Linked DNA regions of Gossypium hirsutum: region 1 is linked to region 2. Evidence: chromatin contacts called from public Hi-C data. All regions are on one chromosome and are shown on one strand. Each heading gives the region's core, a stretch centred on a gene start, on an enhancer-like site or on the middle of the called end of the contact. The rest is flanking DNA. Distances are from core to core; before and after follow the strand shown. Region 1 holds the start of LOC107904797 (DNA-directed RNA polymerase V subunit 7). Region 2 holds the start of LOC107904809 (putative disease resistance protein At3g14460).

What was found. A called contact is a pair of places that touch in the nucleus more often than the background predicts.
Region 1: a Hi-C map of leaf shows a contact between it and region 2, with 2.0 times the contacts expected there. The contact joins the promoter of LOC107904797 here to the promoter of LOC107904809 in region 2. A contact is called at or near these places in 3 of 34 Hi-C or Micro-C datasets (leaf and seedling).

What each region holds. Positions count from the first base shown.
Region 1 is chrD05:29,028,918-29,034,156 of Gossypium_hirsutum_v2.1, reverse strand. LOC107904797 (DNA-directed RNA polymerase V subunit 7) reads left to right here and starts at 3,959. Exons shown (of 2, transcript XM_016831286.2): 1 at 3,959-4,114. LOC107904796 (protein unc-13 homolog) reads left to right here. Exons shown (of 26, transcript XM_016831283.2): 21 at 236-340; 22 at 408-514; 23 at 678-755; 24 at 837-932; 25 at 1,245-1,340; 26 at 1,845-2,302. The coding sequence ends at 1,994.
Region 2 is chrD05:28,685,997-28,691,804 of Gossypium_hirsutum_v2.1, reverse strand. LOC107904809 (putative disease resistance protein At3g14460) reads left to right here and starts at 2,094. Exons shown (of 2, transcript XM_041094608.1): 1 at 2,094-5,808. The coding sequence starts at 2,162.

The sequences.
Region 1 (5,239 bases), core at 2,710-5,209, 340 kb before region 2:
TTACTGCCTAAATTGGAATGTTTTTCAAATGGTTGAAATTCTTGATTTTGGCTATTGTTTGGGGATAGACCAGCGTCCATATCTCACATGGTGGAGTTTTTCCACTGTAATTCTCACAGATCTGCATGCTATATATAAATTTGCCATCTGTATATGTTCAATTGGTCTAACTGTTCAGTAATGAAGCAGTTTGACCTTTTGCTTGTCAGACTGAAATTACCCGCTTTTTGTGTAGGGAAATCCATGGATGATAAATCTAAAAGTTCAACCCAAAAAGGCACCTTTGATGGAAGCAGGAAGGATATAAATGCTGCTATTGACCGCATTCGGGAGTTTACTGGTAATACCTTTTTGTTTTTTTAAGGCACAGAATTGATCACTGATTAAGTGCTTTCTGCCTGTTGCAGGAACTAAAATTATTTTCTGGGATCTAAGGGAGCCATTTATTGAGAACTTGTATAAACCTAGTGTTTCTCAATCTAGGTTGGAAGCAGTTATTGAACCACTTGATGTGGTAAGTCCTTTTTTCCCTCAAAATAAAAAAAAAATTGCTTGAGTGGGTGAAACAACTTGTTTTGCTTTTTATGAAATTGTTATATAGATTTATTGATGTGATAATATAGGTTTATTAAATATGTATGATAATTGATGCTGAAATGTCGCTGAAACTTCTGCAGGAACTAAACCAACTATGTGATATTATTGTGGAGCCACTTAGGGATCGGGTAGTGACAAGTCTTCTTCAAGCATCACTGGTCTTTCCCGAAGCCTGCTTCTTCCCAAAAAATCTTAACTGCTCCTTGAATTTCTATTTATCGAAATGGTTTCTTTTTTAGGAAGGCTTGCTCAGGGTTTTGTTAGACGGAGGCCCGTCACGAGTTTTCTACCCAACTGATGCGAAGCTATTGGAAGAGGATCTGGAGATCTTAAAGGTGATCATCAGACTGGCTGCTTAAATCAAATTAACAATGTTATGGTGATGTGATTTTAATGATATTGAACATAGATTTTGCAGTATTAGAAGTTTGTATATTTTTCTCCCCTGATTTGAGTGCCTTTTTTTGTTTAGAAAAACTTAGACCTTTAGATGAACCATTTTTATGTTGGCAATAAAATCATTCCTTCACAATAATTTTGGCGAAAGGTGCTATAAACTGATTGGACTTGCTGCTTCAATTTCATTTTCTATTGTGTGCAATTTGACACAATTTGACACTGATCTATTCACATTAATGTTTACTTAGGAATTCTTTATTTCTGGAGGTGACGGACTTCCTCGAGGAGTCGTTGAAAATCAAGTTGCTCGTGTTCGGCTTGTTGTAAAGTTGCACGGATTGGAGGTAAGATATGCTGCCTTTGACTATTATTGTCTCAAATCTCCCTTTTCAAAATGGTGGGAGGTACATTTGCTACTAGCTATCTTAATATCGGGTGAGTGCCTGATACGAGCATGTATCCCATACGAGTATGTTTTACTTTTTTGAAGTCATTCCATGTGTTTGGATGGTCTTTGGAGGGTTATATTTCCCATATTCATGTCCAATATCCATTGAGCACAGATGTCGGACCAGGATCTTTAAAGAAAAATGAAAAAAGTTAGAAACATAGGCTACCAGTGCTATGGTGAAAGATTAAGAAAATGAGAAATTCTTACCTGGTAGTTTAATAACAAATAAAAATATTCTGACCATAGTGACTACATTTATCTCCTGTTTCAGTGTTTATTTATTTTTAATCCAGTTCTTTTTCCTGCAAAGGACTATCTTTTAGATTTTCTGCAAACGAGTATTTTTCAAATTTATCGGAGATATGATGTTAATTTTTTTGGACTTAATCATTTGCAGACTCGAGAATTGGTGGAGGACTTGAGATCTTCAAGTGGCAAACTAGGTGCTGATAACCAGACTCTACTGAGAATATTATGCCACAGGGCTGATTCAGAGGCATCCCAGTTTGTCAAGAAGCAGTATAAGATACCCAAGTCTTCTGCATAGGCTGTAGTTCGACCCAGAATCGGCTTGAAGTAGGAGAAAGCGTTGACTTGAAATCCAGCTTGACGTAGGAGAAAATGGCAAATATGCATCAGCCCGTTTGTGTGAATATAAGTTCATCACTCCCTTGTAAGAGAAAACAACTGGATTTGCTTTCATCCTTCTTTATGGCATCTTTAAATCACTCTGTTCTCTTTGTATGTTTACATAATCACATTTGAGTTGTGTATATGAGATGGAAACCATACCATGGCCAAGTACAGCTGTTTTGAGCCTTTGGTGCTATGTTACCTGGCTTTCATTTTTCCTAAGATACTCGCCATACATTCAAACTTGAGTTTGAGATTTTAAGCTTTCAAATATATACATTTTTTTTAAAAAAAAAAAGGGAAAAAAATTGCATACTCGGACCGACTCATTTGTATTCGACATTTATGGATTTGGAACGAGTTAAAAGAGCTCTGGTAAGTAGCATGTGGCTTCCTCACTAGAATTTTGGCCCACTTTGATATTTACTTTTTTTTTTTTTAGTTTATTTTGATACTTTGGTATTTGGATCTATTTTGATTACTAAATTTGAAATTTGAAAGTGTAAAAGTTTGATAACGTGGCACTTTGAAATTGTGTTATGTCATTAGATTCAATTTTTTTAAGTAATGATATGACATAATTTTAAAGTGTTACATTATTAAATTTTTATATATATTTTAAATATTTTAGGGATTAAGTGAACGTAATTGGCAACTTTAATTACTAAAGTTAATATATATACTAAAATGGATCTAATTATTAAGTTTAGGGATCAAAATTATATTAATCTTTATGTTGAGCTTGCGAATAAAGTAGAATGCTAATAAATGATTTAGATTATGGTTACGGATGTAATCTTTTATTTCTAATAAATGATTTAGATTATGGTTATGGATGTAATCTTTTATGTAAGGTATATAATGAATACTATTATGATAGTTATGATGTTTATCAGAATGTTTTATTTGATTAGAAGTTGATAAATGTAATCACTAAAAAACTCGAGCAAAACTTGAATTTAAATTTAAATTCAAGTTTTGTTTCTAGAGCTTAAACTCTATTTCAGTTAAAAATTCAACTTGGGTCTTACTTTTTACCTAATAAAAAATAACTTAATTTTCATATTTAAACTATTTATATTTAAAGTTTAGGTTTAATACTAATTAAAAATAAAAGTATATTATAATTAAAAAAAATTATTAGGCTTGTACATAATTTGAATAAAGTATTAAGCTTTAGTAGACTTTGCACAAATCTCTTGATTATACTCTTTTAAATATGATAGGCATGATGAAAAAGACAACTATAAATTATTCACAGTATTTTATTTGTTATGTAATATCTAAATCGTCAAATTCTTTGAAATATTATCAAATTCATATTTACAACCAAAGTGATGCTTTATGTAATGCATGTGACACTTCCCATCGTTTCTATAAATAAATTCGCGATTGCAATTTAGACTTTACCCTTCTTTCTATCTTAGAGCTTTTAACTTAAAAATATTAGCTCCACATAAATTATTTAAATCATTGCTTGGCAATGTAGATAAAAAATTATAGGGAATTTCTTTTCGTCAAATCATAGATGGATTTGTTGAGGAATCAGATTGGCATTCCCAAGAAGCTCCAATGGTATCATATACCCAACAATAATATAGGTCAGGGATTTAAATCTCATCAAGAATAAAACGTTTACGTCACCTCTTGAGTACACCCTCATTGCTTTTTGATGGGTAACTATACGTCTACGTATAGTAGGGTTGAATCAAGAATAAACTGATTGAATTATAATTCTAACTTGAATTTTCAAAGGAAAAAGCAAAAAGCTTTAAATCGATATAAAACAAAAAAATTAGGGACTAAAAAGAAAAAAAAAGAGAGAAATACAGTAGACCGGAATTTGTGACATTCTTTTAAAAATAGGCCCATGTCCAAGGTCCATTATCGTTTTTACAAATTAAACCCAATTTTAGAGTGTTAGGGCAGGGAAGATCATTTTTCCTTTTCTTTCTACTCTTAACTCCACAGCAGACAGGTCGTTACCAGTTTCACTCTTTAGCAGCTCGCACTCTTTCGTTGTTTATTGTACAGGTTAGTTTTGCTTCACCTCTAATCTGCAATTTTTGTTATAACCTCATCCACTTACCTTGTCTTGCTCTGAATCTTTTGTTCTCCTAATTTTGATTCTTTTTAAAGTATTTCATTTTTAGTTCAAGATATGTGATTTCCATTGGGCTTTTCTTTGACTGATTCTATTGCATGTTCGATTGAACAGATGAAAAGTTTTTCAAGGTGGTTCTCTTCTTGTTCTTTGATTGTTTTCCGAATTGCTTGTGATTTCGACTAGTTGAGTTCTCTTCATTTGCGTTTCTTGAATTTTTTTTAATGATAAAATTGTGGGTTTTAATATTAAGAGGATGTTAACATGGAGTTTATGTTTTGGTTTCTGTATTGAATTAAGTTGATGTTTTTCTTTAGAGAAGATTGGTTAGTTGGGTGAGAGTCTATATTCAGGATTTAATCACGAATTCTGCCTGGTAGTATGTGTGGATGCGGATCTGAGAATTGCCTTCGTTTGTGTTTATGGATTATCACTATTGTTGTTGTTTAATCGGGCATGTAATGTAATGATGATAGTTTAGATCAATGTTACTTGGACTCGAGTGTGATAGCCGGATATGGTACGTGTCCAACGCGGTATGTTCAAATATTTCATGCATTTGGAGGACCATTGGAGGTTCAGAACCCCACACCCATATATGCATGATATATTCACTTTTTTTTTTCTTATTTTTTCCCTTACATTTGGAGGATCATTTGAGGTTATGATCCCATACCCTTGTTCAGATGTATGGCAAACATGGATAATTCACACACACAAAAAAAGAGATGAGTCAGAGCGACATAGGTATAACACATCTGGGAGTTTGTTAATCATACACATTCGTTTGGAACTACTTTGCTTTTAAAAGGGTTTCCCTTGTTTGTGAAGAAATTCAATGGTAATGTTTCGATTTGTCAATGACTATGAAAATTTAGTTATGAGTTGTGGCTCATTGAGCCTACTGAATCTGCTCACCTTGTTTTGTTTAGAAAATTTCAATTTCTTGTGAAGGAAATGGCATGGTTTTCCATTAATACTCTCTGTTTTCTGTTGCTTCATGTTTGATTATTGGTTTGGTGTTATCAGTGTTTATGGAATTGAGAATTAGTGAT
Region 2 (5,808 bases), core at 845-3,344:
TCACTTTAGTACTTATACTATTTTTTATTAGTTTGGCTCTTATACTTTATTCTTGTTATCAGTTTAAGCCCTGTACTTTAATTTTGTAATCTATGTTATCCCAACCCAAATTTTTAAAAAAAAAAATTAAACTAACCATTGACCGCCATGTAGAAGAAAAAGTGAAAAATTCACTTGAATTTTTTTAAAAATATAACAAAACTAAAAAAAATCATTAGAAATCCAAAAAAAAAAACCTACCTAAAAAAGTCCAAAAACAAAATTATAAAAAATAAAAAAAATCATAATCTATTTTTGAAAATTATAAAAAGTTAAAATTACATGTAAAACTTTTTAAAAAATTAGAAATTTCCATAAAGTTTAAACAAATGGTTTATTTGAAATTCTAAATTTTTTCAGAATTTTTTAAAGAATTTTATGTTATTTTTTACTAAAAAAACTCGAAATTTCTTAAAAATATATAAAAGAAATTCTTAAAACTTTTAAAAGTTTTCATAAAATTCTAAAATTTTTTAAAATCCATAAATTCCAAACAAACAAAATTTTAAAATGTTATGAAATCTGTTTTTTGTTTTTTTTTTGTTTTTGCATACTTATAATTTTTATAATTTTCAAAAATAAATTAAAGTTTTTTTAGTTTTTATAATTTTCTAAAAAAAATTGGACTTTTATAATTTTTATTTTTAATAATTTGAATTTTCTGTTATTAATTTTTAAGTAATTTTTTTGACACATTATGGTTGGTTTAATTTTTTTAACGAAAAATCAAATTAGAGTAATGGGATATACAAAATAAAAACACACGAGTCAAATTGATGAAAATAGACCAGTGCCAAAATGAAGAAGTATTAAGTGAAATAATATTTAACTAAAATTCATTATTTTCATTTCACTTAAGAATATAATTAAAATTTGAGACATAAGACTTTTATAGATAATTAATTTAGTACTTTATGAATATTGTTGTTATATATGAAAATGTGGTATAAAAGGTAACAATAAAACATAAAAATTAGTTCTACAATAAATTTAGTTGTTATAGTAAAATGTTATAATATAGGGTTAGTTGTACATATTCACTTAATCTTTGAATAAAATCATGAGATTGTACTATTTATAATCGTTCATATCACCGGTTTTCAGTTTAATCGTTTTGGTCAATTTAACTACTGAATTGGCTAGTCTAAATATTAAAATAAATAAAATTTTAAAAAATAAGTAAAATATGGGAAAATTTTAAAAAATAAAAATAAAATAATAGAAATGGGAAAAACCAATTGGAAATGGATACAATAAATAGCCCCATCTCTCCCATAAAAAAATAAGCACATAAAGCCATAAAGGAGAAGTCAAAATACATTAGCAAACAGCTTAACTTTGTTAACATTTTACAACGCAAACAAACAAACAAAAAGTTGGTTAAAAATAAAACGGCAGCAACTGCCTCACCTGAGCTAGACGCCGGCAGCGGCAGTTGGAGGCGACGGTGGCGACTTCCGAGCTTCAAGGCAGCAGATATAACAGCAGCTAGAAAGGGGCAACACCATAGCACAGCCCCTTATTTTATGCCTACAATATGATGCTCTTATCACTAGGCTAAGGCTAAAAGGTTGCTGACATTACAATGCCTTTTTTAATTACATAATGATCAAGTGAGTAACTTTTTTTATTTTAAAATGTTACATCAATAAAATTAACTAAAAGAAATTTAAAACATTAATAATTGGACCTAATTTTAAAAAAATAAAAAGAATTAAATTTTAAATTTGTTAAAAACAAAAAGATGGATCATACAATGTTTAAGCCTGGACCCCATCAAATTGACTTGTGTATTGGGCGTAGGATATGACATTGGTGTCACCAGAGAAAAATTGCTTAAAAGTAACAAAATGTTACTATCGAATTGGTTTGAAATTATTTGGTCATTCATTACTACGCGGAAGCATCCTCATCCCTAAAGTCAACACAGTTTTGATTCTTTGACAATTTTTACCCTTGCTTTCAAACACTGGGGGTCCATCCATCCATATTTGTATTATAGAAAACTCAAAAGAAAATGACAGAATTTCTAGCTGTCTTAAGTCCCTTCACACTTTTAATCCAACCCCTTACTGTTGAATTATCAATCAATTCCCATCTCAGTGCTGCTCAAGGTTGAGCCATGTACTTCTCTGGAGAAATTGCCATATCCTCTTTCTTTGAGGCCTTGTTTGCCAACTTAACCTCTCCTGATACCCTCCACTTCGCCACTGAAAAAGAGGTTCAAAAGGAACTTAACAAGCTGGAGACAGTACTGAGGACTGTCCATGCAGTGCTTGCTGATGCAGAGGAGAAGCAATTGAAGGACCAGCATGTGAAGATGTGGTTGTCCAAGCTCCGAGACTTGGCTTTTGATGTCGACGACATCTTGGACGAGTTTGCTACAGAAGCTCTTCGTAACAAGTTAACGAAAGATCAACAAGCGCACCGAAGTAAGGTAAGGAAGATCATTCATAGCTTCACTGCAAGTTTTGGTCCGAATGCTTTCTTGTTTAGATATAAGATGATGAACAAGACTAAAGCCATTAGTTCTAGATTGGATGATTTGGTCACTTGGAAAAATGAGTTGCAATTAAGAGAGTTCGATGTTGGTAGGCCTAAGAGAGTTGAAAGACCACCAACAAGTTCTTTGGTGAATGAAGCTCTTGTTTATGGTAGAGAATATGATAAAAATGTAGTGATTGATTTGCTTTTAATGGATGGTGATACTGATGTTCAAGTTTCTGTCGTCCCCATTGTTGGCATTGGAGGAATTGGTAAGACAACTCTTGCTCAACTAGTTTACAATGATAATAGGGTCCAAGATCTTTTCGACGTCAAAGCATGGGTGTGTGTTTCTGAAGATTTCAATATCGTTAGGATAACAAAATCGATTTTGCAGTCGGTCACTTGTGATGCATCTTGCAATGATGTAAATAATCTGAATTTGCTTCAAGTCAAATTGAAGGAGAAGCTGTCCAAAAAGAAATTTCTGCTTGTTTTGGATGATATTTGGAATATGAGTTACAATGATTGGACCATCCTTCGATCTCCTTTCGAAGTAGGGGATTCGAGAAGCAAGATTCTTATGACAACGCGAAACCAGAACGTCTCATCAGTTATGAAAACGGTTCCGGATTACTCACTGAAAGAACTGTCAAATGATGATTGTTTGTTCATTTTAGCTCAACATTCCATAGGAGCCAAAGATTTCAGTGGTCATTTGGACTTGAAAGAACTTGGAGAACAGATTGTGAAGGAGTGTAAAGGCTTGCCCTTAGCAGCTAAAACAATTGGAGGCCTGCTTCGAACTCGTGTTGATCCAGATGCATGGAAAGATGTATTGGAGAATGAGATATGGAATTCATCAGAAGAGCAAAGTGGCATAATTCCAGCTCTAAGGCTGAGCTACTATCACCTTCCACAACATCTAAAACAATGTTTTTCGTATTGCTCAATTATCCCTAAAGACTATGAGTTTGGAGAGGAGGAAGTAGTGCTGTTATGGATGGCAGAAGGAATGTTGCAACAAGTAAACACTAAAAGGCTGCAAATCAAAAAACTAGGTAGCATGTACTTTCAAGATCTTGTGTCAAGGTCTTTCTTTCAAAGATGTAGCAGGAATAAATCTCAGTTCATGATGCATGACCTCATCAATGATCTAGCTCGATCGGTTGCAGGAGACATATGCTTTAGACTAGAGGGTGATGAGAAAATTTTGAGCTGTGCTCGATACTCATCCTTCGTCGGAAGTAGGTATAATGGATTCAAAAGGTTCCATACAGTCGGTGATGCAGAGCATTTACGAACATTTATGTCATTTATGTTGCCAAATGATGGAGACTGCTACCTATCTAACAGTGTTCTTATCGATTTGTTGCCGAGATTGAGACGCTTAAGAGTGCTTTCTCTCGAAGGGTACTACCTCACCAAGCTACCAGATTCAATTGGTGATCTGACACATATCCGCTACCTTAACTTCTCTTACACAAAAATCAAAAGCCTCCCTGAATCTATATGTACACTCTTTAACTTACAGACATTGTTGTTGAGAGGCTGCGATCGCCTTAAACACTTACCATCTGATTTGAGACTTTTAGCCAATCTACAGCATCTTGATATTACTGATGCAAATTCAATTGAACGGATGCCGTTTGGAATCGGTGAATTGATTGGTCTCCAGTCATTGTCCAACTTTGTTATAGGCCAAGGTGTTGGATATCAGATAAGGGAGCTGAAGAATTTATCTTATCTCAAAGGTCAACTTTCTATCTCAGGATTGGAACATCTTGTCAATGCTCAAGATGCAACGGAGGCTATGTTGTTCAGTAAGTTCAGCCTTGATGATCTAGAATTGAAGTGGAGTGCGGACGTGAAAGGTGATTTACAAAACGCAGGAGTCGAAAAAGAAGTGTTGGGCTTACTTCAACCGCATAAGAAACTTAAGAAACTCTCCATCAAGTGTTATGGTGGTCAGACATTCCCAACATGGGTCGGAGATTGTTCATTAAAAAATTTAATGTTCTTAGAGTTTGAACATTGCCACAAGTGTACTTCATTACCAGCACTTGGACAACTGCCGTTTTTGAAGGCCCTTTATGTCAAAGGAATGGATTATGTCAATAAGATAGGTGTTGAGTTCTATGGAGAAAATTGCTCAAATGCATTTCCGGCATTAGAGATTCTTCGTTTCGAAGAAATGCCAGAGTTGAAGGAGTGGAATACATACCAAGCCGATGAGAAAACCGGAAACTTCAATTGCCTCCGTGATCTCTCTGTCAAGAAATGCCCCAAACTGTTGGGAAGCTTACCAAACTATCTTCCTTGCTTGGAAAAGCTTGTGATCCATGACTGTCAACTATTGGAAGTTTCAGTTCCAAAGCATTCCAGGTTGTATGAAATAGAAATTGTTGGCTGCAAAAGAGTGAGACATGATGGCTCTCTTGACCTTTGCTCAATCAAGAAGGCCACTCTCTCAAATATCACATGGTTTTCTTGTTTAAAAGGGTTGATGTTAGGCTTATCACAAACCGAGTTTCTTCGGGTCGGTGGTTGTAGAGAGCTTCCTTCCTTGTGCCACAATGGAGCAGGATGGTTAGCACAATCAAGTTTCCTCCGGAATTTGGAAATCTTGAACTGTTCTCAACTTGTTTCAATGGGGATATCCATAGGAGAGCAAAAAGAAGAGGTGCGACAAATGGAAACACTTTGCAGTCTTGAACATCTAAGAATCAAGCATTGTGAAAAATTAGAGAAGTTATCTGCAACTATGTACAATCTTACATCCCTTAGGGAGCTAGAGATTGTAAAATGCCCGAAACTGTTGTCATTTTCACACGACAACTTGCCTCTTACGCTAAAAGGGTTGGTGGTAAAAAATTGTGATAATTTGAAGTGTTTATTAGATGAAGATGGTATGAACATCAGCAGAAGATCTTTACTTAGCCATCTGATAATTGAACGATGCCGTTCTCTAGCATCTTTATCATCAACAGGTGATTTACCTGTTAAGCTTCAACATCTGAAGATATGGAGTTGTCCAAAATTGGCCTATTTATCATCAAGTGGCTACTTACCTGTGGGGCTTAAACACCTGCGGATAGACACTTGCCAAATGCTGGAATCCATTGCAGATTCAGTTCACAACAACACTTGCCTTGAGTCCATTTTTATTGCCAGGTGTGAAAAAATTCAGTATCTGCCAGATGGATTGGACAAGCTCAGCCATCTGCAGCAACTGCATATCGAATGCTTTCGGAATCTGGTTTCGGTTTCCAGGTTGCCCTCGAC